Linked DNA regions of Zea mays: region 2 is linked to region 1. Evidence: chromatin contacts called from public Hi-C data. All regions are on one chromosome and are shown on one strand. Each heading gives the region's core, a stretch centred on a gene start, on an enhancer-like site or on the middle of the called end of the contact. The rest is flanking DNA. Distances are from core to core; before and after follow the strand shown. Region 1 has its middle 13 kb from the start of LOC100284908. Region 2 holds the start of LOC103647787 (putative MO25-like protein At5g47540).

The links. Hi-C and Micro-C count contacts between places; a contact is called where the count stands out from the background.
Region 2: a contact with region 1 is called in a Hi-C map of endosperm, with 3 times the contacts expected there. The contact joins the promoter of LOC103647787 here to the enhancer-like site in region 1. A contact is called at or near these places in 6 of 25 Hi-C or Micro-C datasets (ear, endosperm, leaf mesophyll and 3 more).

What each region holds. Positions count from the first base shown.
Region 1 is chr2:214,856,651-214,859,921 of Zm-B73-REFERENCE-NAM-5.0, forward strand. No RefSeq gene overlaps it. Among protein-coding and RNA genes, the nearest start is that of LOC100284908, 13 kb to the right of the region's middle. Within about 2 kb of position 1,356, at least 17 of the 20 cell types and tissues checked have an H3K27ac peak or open chromatin away from gene starts, as enhancers often do. A contact at or near this core is called in ear, endosperm, leaf mesophyll and 2 more, where this site is marked.
Region 2 is chr2:214,964,538-214,967,886 of Zm-B73-REFERENCE-NAM-5.0, forward strand. LOC103647787 (putative MO25-like protein At5g47540) reads left to right here and starts at 1,835. Exons shown (of 11, transcript XM_008672300.3): 1 at 1,835-2,422; 2 at 3,117-3,278. The coding sequence starts at 2,297.

The DNA of each region.
Region 1 (3,271 bases), core at 106-2,605:
GGGTGCTCCAATAAAGATTAATGGAGAGTGATAGCTTCTCGAGACCGCGTGAAAAACTTGAGGGGTCTTCTAAACTCTTGCTTTACTTTTCGGTATTATATGTGTGTAATTTACTCCGAGTATCTAAACTTTTAGAATTGTCACGATAGAATAGGGTTGGAATTAGGATGTAAAACTATTTTGAACATATTTGGAACTCGGTGAGGTTGGGCTTTTGATTAGGTTTTAATTACTACAAAAAAAAATAGTGAAGTCTAATTCACCCTCCTATTGATTATCGTGATCCTTTTAGAAGTCTTATATGGCCATTCTGCAAGGCATCTGGGCATCTCTAATGCAACATTGTCTGTTCCACGAGTTTTGGAGGAATGGTTGACTGAAAGACAGCTACCGACAACTTTTATTGAACAACAGTCGCGTCGAGCTGATCAGGGAATGAAAAATTAAGCAGACAAACACCGTTCTGACACATATTTTGAAGTGGGCGATCTAGTTTATTTGAAGTTACAACCAAACACCCAAACTTATGTGACAACACAGCTGAACCAGAAGTTGTCCTACAAATGCTTCTTTGGACCTTTAAAGATTAATCAAAAGATTGGACTGGTGGCTTATAAGCTTGATTTACCCTCCGACTCCAAGATTCATCCAATTATTCATGCTGAAACCGTGCAAGATCCTCGGTCACCACCAGGAGGAATCTGAGAGTGACTGAGTGGTTGCCAGTTGAGGCTAACGATTCTAGCATGATCACAATAGATTCCATGGTTCATTCTCATCTGAAGGTTCTGTGGACATGGAAAGAAGTTTATTCGCCTGTGTTGACAGTTCATGACCGCTCCAGTTTGGGGACAACCTAGATTTGAAGAGGTGATAGTAATTTTCACCGGCATGAGAATGCAGAGGAAGACACTGAAGAGGTGTACACGAGAAGAAGTGAAGACGCGCGGGAGCAAGGTTTTGAGGTGAAAGCGTTGAAGAGGTCTGGGCTTGCGTTTGTCCAATCTAGTTGGGCTTGGGCAGAATTAGGCCTGCGCGCCTGCGACTACGAGTCTCCCTATTTGGCTTCTTCTACCTCTGATACATCCTTTTCCAAATTGATTGAGCATAGTGTACAATCAAGCAAGGAACTGTGACATCCGGGCGGTCGTCGCCGTCGATCGAGCAGGGACGCTCCGGCGTTTTCTGCGGTTACGTTACGTGTGGCGGCGAGGCGTCGAGAGCCGAAAGGCGGTCGTCCCCGGTTGCATGGTCCGATGATTGGTGCGACGAAACGGCAATGCCATGTGCACCAGCCGCCCCCCGCGAGGACAGATGCGGCCGTGGTGCTGCGCTGTACCATCACTGCACAGGCACCGTGTTAGCGCTACGCGAGATAAGCGAGGGTCGTGTAGGCATGCCGTCGATGGTCCCAACTCCCAACTGTCCTGTCTGTGATCCAAAATGGCACGCAAAGCATCATCGATCATCAGAATCTACCTATCGACTATAGACCATAGAACGATCGTACAATCGTCTAGTGTTTCAGAGCGACATACCGCTACAACAAATTGAGATATGGTGCGACCCCAAAAAAAGTATCGTTTTCGTTTTCTGAAAAAAAAATAGATACTTCTAATTTTAACCCCAAGAAAAAACATACATAGTTCTTAATATTCATAACGTATGATTACTATAGACCATAGAATATTTTTTAATAAATATATTTTAAAAATGCAAATGTTGGTAATATTTTTTTTTTTTTGCATAAATCCAATTAAACTTATCTTGTTTCGGACCGGAGGAGTACACAGCGACAGCGTACGGGTCGTTAAGCGTTCCCATCTCCCTCCAATCAATCAATCAGGACTCAGGACAAAACGAGGCTACAATCCAAACAGGCCTTCAGCTCGCGCCGTCAGCATTTATTTGTTTCTTCCCCGCTTCGTCAAACGTTCAATCACGACGGCAGAACGGATCAGCCAGCATCGTACGGCCGTGTCAGCCATTCCTCCGTGCCCTGCAACAGGATAAGGGCTGACTTCACCCCCACAAGCTGCTGCTACGTGCCTGCCGATGCCAGGGCAAGGCCTATCGGTTGCCGTCAAATATGCTGTAGCACAACAGCGGTGGCAGCTCGGCAGCAGTGCCTGCCGTCTCACTCTGAGCTCTCAAGAAACATGGCGACAGTTCACATGGAAGCTATTGAACTATTAGATTGCTTTAATCCTTATTAGCTTCTACTGTTTTTATACCGTTTTGTCTTTACTAGGTGAGTGCCCGTGCGTTGCAACGGGAACATATAATACCATAATGACTTATGTACAAATGTGTGTTATATTATTGTGAGAAAATGTTTCGTAATCTATTTATGATCCTAGCCATACATAAATTTTGTTATTTTAATCTAGTTGTTTCACCACTACATTGCAACCATTAGTATCACACGGACTTCTATATATGATTTTAATAATGTCATGTCAATTGCATCATTTCAATGCTAAGACTGTCACAATAAATTACAAATATATACAAATCTTTAGAAAATATCCCAAGATCTTACAATTCAAACGGGAGGCAGAACCAGGGGAGGAAGCTTACCCCTTAAATTCTTCATAGTAGTAGAGATATATGCATGGACACGTAACTATATCCAGATAATAGATGAATTGGTAAAGGACTCAATAACATTGATGTGGGGATTTCTTATCCTCTTCTTGTCAAGCTTGATTGCGTAAGGTGGTGGCCTTTGGGATCTAGTACAGAAACGTGCCAATCTCCCCCTCGATCTGCCCCTAATGTTGACGGCAGGCAGCAGAGCCTCTGCCTCAAGCGTTGTGTGGCTATGGAGCTTCTTCATGAGCTGTTGGTTGAGCGTCCTGAGATGTACCACATCCTCCTTCAGCGACACAGTGTCGGCCTTCTTCTCTTGATACTTCCTAATAGTGGTGCGATTCCCCGAGGAGCACTTCATTTGAGGTCCCGTTGCTGCCGTTGCCTGGCGCTTGGCACCGACCCACCCAGCACCTGCTCCATATAGTTTTGAATCTTTTGATTAGTGTTTGGTTCGCTTGCTTAAACCACGAAAAGGATAGACTTAAAAAACAGAAAATAGCTAACCAAATGATATATCATAGTGCAATTGAGCGAAAAAATGTTTGGCTCTATCACATTTTAAACTATAAAAGGAGATCATTTTAAAAGCATGACAAATGAGAACTTGTGAAAATATTTGAACATACTAAACAGATATTGTGTAATTGAACATACCGGAAGTCATTTTTTGGTCGAT
Region 2 (3,349 bases), core at 585-3,084, 110 kb after region 1:
AATTTTTTCTTTTGCAACTCATGAATAGCCTCATGAAGCACAATTATGCCTTGTAGAATAATACGACCAAACATGAAAGCAGTATGTGAGGGATTAATAAGCTTATTTGCGACCATCGCTTCACGATTATTCTTCTTCGATTTTTATCCTCCATGATGTCACCTTCGATTGATCTATGCACTCAAACTTTTTTTTTGCAATTCAAGATCTCCGCTTAATCCCTCTAAGCTCTCTCCATCTCATTCCATCTTGTCGCTTAAGCAAGAGTCCAAAACTACCATGTAAGTTTAATGGTCCATCTAGAGCAAAGAAATTCTACAAGAATATGGACAAATGTTATATAAATAGATTCAATTTGTTATAAAAATATAAAACATGTAAAAAAATCCTTTTCCAACGAGGGCACGTCCAAAATCTAAGAATGCTATGGGAATTTTATATGGTATGTGTATGTAATAATGGTGCGTTTGGTTTGAAAAATCAATTTATTTTGGATGAAGTGATGTATTATAAGCTTATGTTAGCATGTACTCTAAGTGAAGTGACCTCAGCTACTATACTAGTACTAATTAATAGCTTGTGAGAAATGGTGTACTAATAAATTAACTTATTCGACTCTACAAATTAAGTAAAAAAATAGAGGATGAGATGATAATAGACCACAGCGTTCCACCGACCAAACACCCCAAAGTCTTCCGGCTCCGGATCTTCTTCTAGAGTTTATTTGAACTTTCATACTTACCAACATACAAATAGGCTAAATAATGACATGTGTTGGTAGAAATAGACTTAAGAGTTTGTGTTGGTTAATTTTGACGTAATGGCTGTGGTTTATATTTTATGGACATCCACATATTTTTTTTTCTCTGGTTATGGTAACTTTTAGACCTTGAAATTGAATACGGTTTTTTTACGTTGCCTAAATATTAAGATAATAAATGCTTAATATTAAATAGTTCCTAAACATATAAAAGAAGTCTGAGTTCGAAGATACTATAACAGAGCACACAGGTGCGACGTGCGCCCTTTTTGCGATACAAAGTGGTTTAATTTTTGTACAAGCTTAGAGTTTAATTGGATCACTGAGCTTAAAAATAGTTCGCTTTACAAAAATACATTAGTTGTAAACTAATTATAGGTTAATAAGATCTAATAGATTGTAACTATTATTTAGCCACCATTACCTTTTAGTAGTTTAGAATTAGACTATATTTAGCTTTTCTAGTTAGTATTAGAGATATAAGCTAATGGTTAGTCTGAGGTATCAAACATACCGTTAGAAGTTAGCTGTTCCGTCTCGTCGTGTAGAATTAGAGCAAGTTTAATAATAGAGCTTATTATTGACTTTAACTCTTTAACATGTTATATATAGCGAATAATAAATACACTCATATAATAAAATTAACTCTAAAGTTAGCTCTTAGATAATTTTTTTGTCCCTTTCTCTTTCATCCTTTTGTTTTGAAGCACGTGAGCTCTTGCATAATAGTCAACTCACTCTACTTTTTTATTGTCTATCTATTCCACATAAACAAAAATGTTATGTAAGCATATTTATAGCCTATTATTGTACTTGCTCTTATATTCTTAGCCTCCTCGGCGTGCATGACTGTATCAGGACACTTGTACCGATCAAAGTTCTACGTGGGCTAATGCTCGTAATACCCGTGCCGTTCAAGGACGAAAAGCAGGAAAGACATCTTAAACAATAAGAATCTAAAGCAGTGAAAGTTTTTATTTGATTTGATTGACAGGGCGTCGCCACGTGTTTTTTTTAATTTAAAACACGAATACCAAATCACATTCATGTTCACGTGAACGGCCGTGCAGCCGTGGATTTGCGTTGATTCAGTCCAGCAAGGATCGTCTTCCTAAATCCAAAGATGGTGTGCTAAGAAAAAGGCGGTAGAAAAGGGGCGCAGAAACAGCAGAGCAGGGGAGCGCGAAACCGAGACAGGGACAGCGAGACGCTGACAGGCAGGATAAGCGTCGCGAAACGCGACCGGCCTCGTGCCCTACCCCTCGTCCCGTCCCTTCCATCACGTATTCACGGGCACGAGCTCGAGCCCTCGTACCCTCCTTCCCTTCCTCGCGCGCGGTCCTCCGATCGAACTGCCGGACCCGAGCGGAGGAGAGCAGGGCCCTCCCGAGGGCCCTCCCGCGCGGCGACCCCGTGGCGTTCCTGCGAGGCTGCTGCTCGTTCGGGTCGGCGGGGCGGAAGCGGCCCAAGGCCTCGCCCTTGCCCTCCCCACCGCGCCTGTCCGCCGCTGCAGCGGCAGCGGACGACGGGGCCAAGATGAAGGGCCTCTTCAAGACCAAGCCGCGGACGCCCGTCGACATCGTGCGGCAGACGCGTGAGTGCCTCGTCCACCTCGACCTCCACTCGGGCTCCCGGAGCGGCGACGCCAAGCGCGACGAGAAGGTGAGATCGGGTCTGACCCTCTGTCTAGGGATTTCGTGGCTTCGATTCCCCATTTGTGCCCGATGGTTCAACCCCGATTGCGCGTGAACTTTACCTAATTTGTGATGCATGACACAATCTCGTGATGGAAATGGTGCTGGCACAGCCAGAGTGCCCTAGTTTCCTTGATGTCATTCATGATCAAATTGTAGCAAGTATGAAGTGAATATCGCATGGAACTCCTAGAAATATGTTTTTAGGTGTATCAGCAGAACTGAGCTAGATAGGTATGATATTAGTTGGCGCGAATATACGCATCTCGTAGTTTATCAACCATCAGCTTTTTATCAAAAGTTCATAACTCATTGCGGAGTTACCAGTGGGTATGAGCAGCTGCGGAAAATATCTTATGCAATCACTTATATTGGTGCAAGCGTGCAATCAAGCGATTTGGTGCATCTAATCTAGATCTAATGATGACTGTTAATTTACATTTAACCCCTTCAACCTCAAACATAGTACCTATTTTACTTTTAACCCCTTCCATATGAAACCGCATGTTACCACTAGACAGCTTCATGCTCTATATGTTATATGAACCTTTGGATACATGTAGAGGCTTGTGGCCATCTATTGGAAAAGAAAAAACAGATTGTAAATGCACAATGTCTTATATCCGTTAGAATGAGCTGTGCCTAAGGATGAGTTTATGCAGATGACGGAGCTAAGCAAAAATATCAGGGATATGAAGTCTATCCTTTACGGCAATGGTGAATCAGAGCCTGTAACTGAAGCATGTGTGCAACTGACCCAAGAATTCTTCAGGGAGAACACTTTACGGCTATTAATCATACATCTTCCAAAACTAAATTTGGAGGTATGTAATTTGACCTGTTTTTGTCTGTAGATTGACACTACTATTGGAATAACTTTTATTACATACATAAT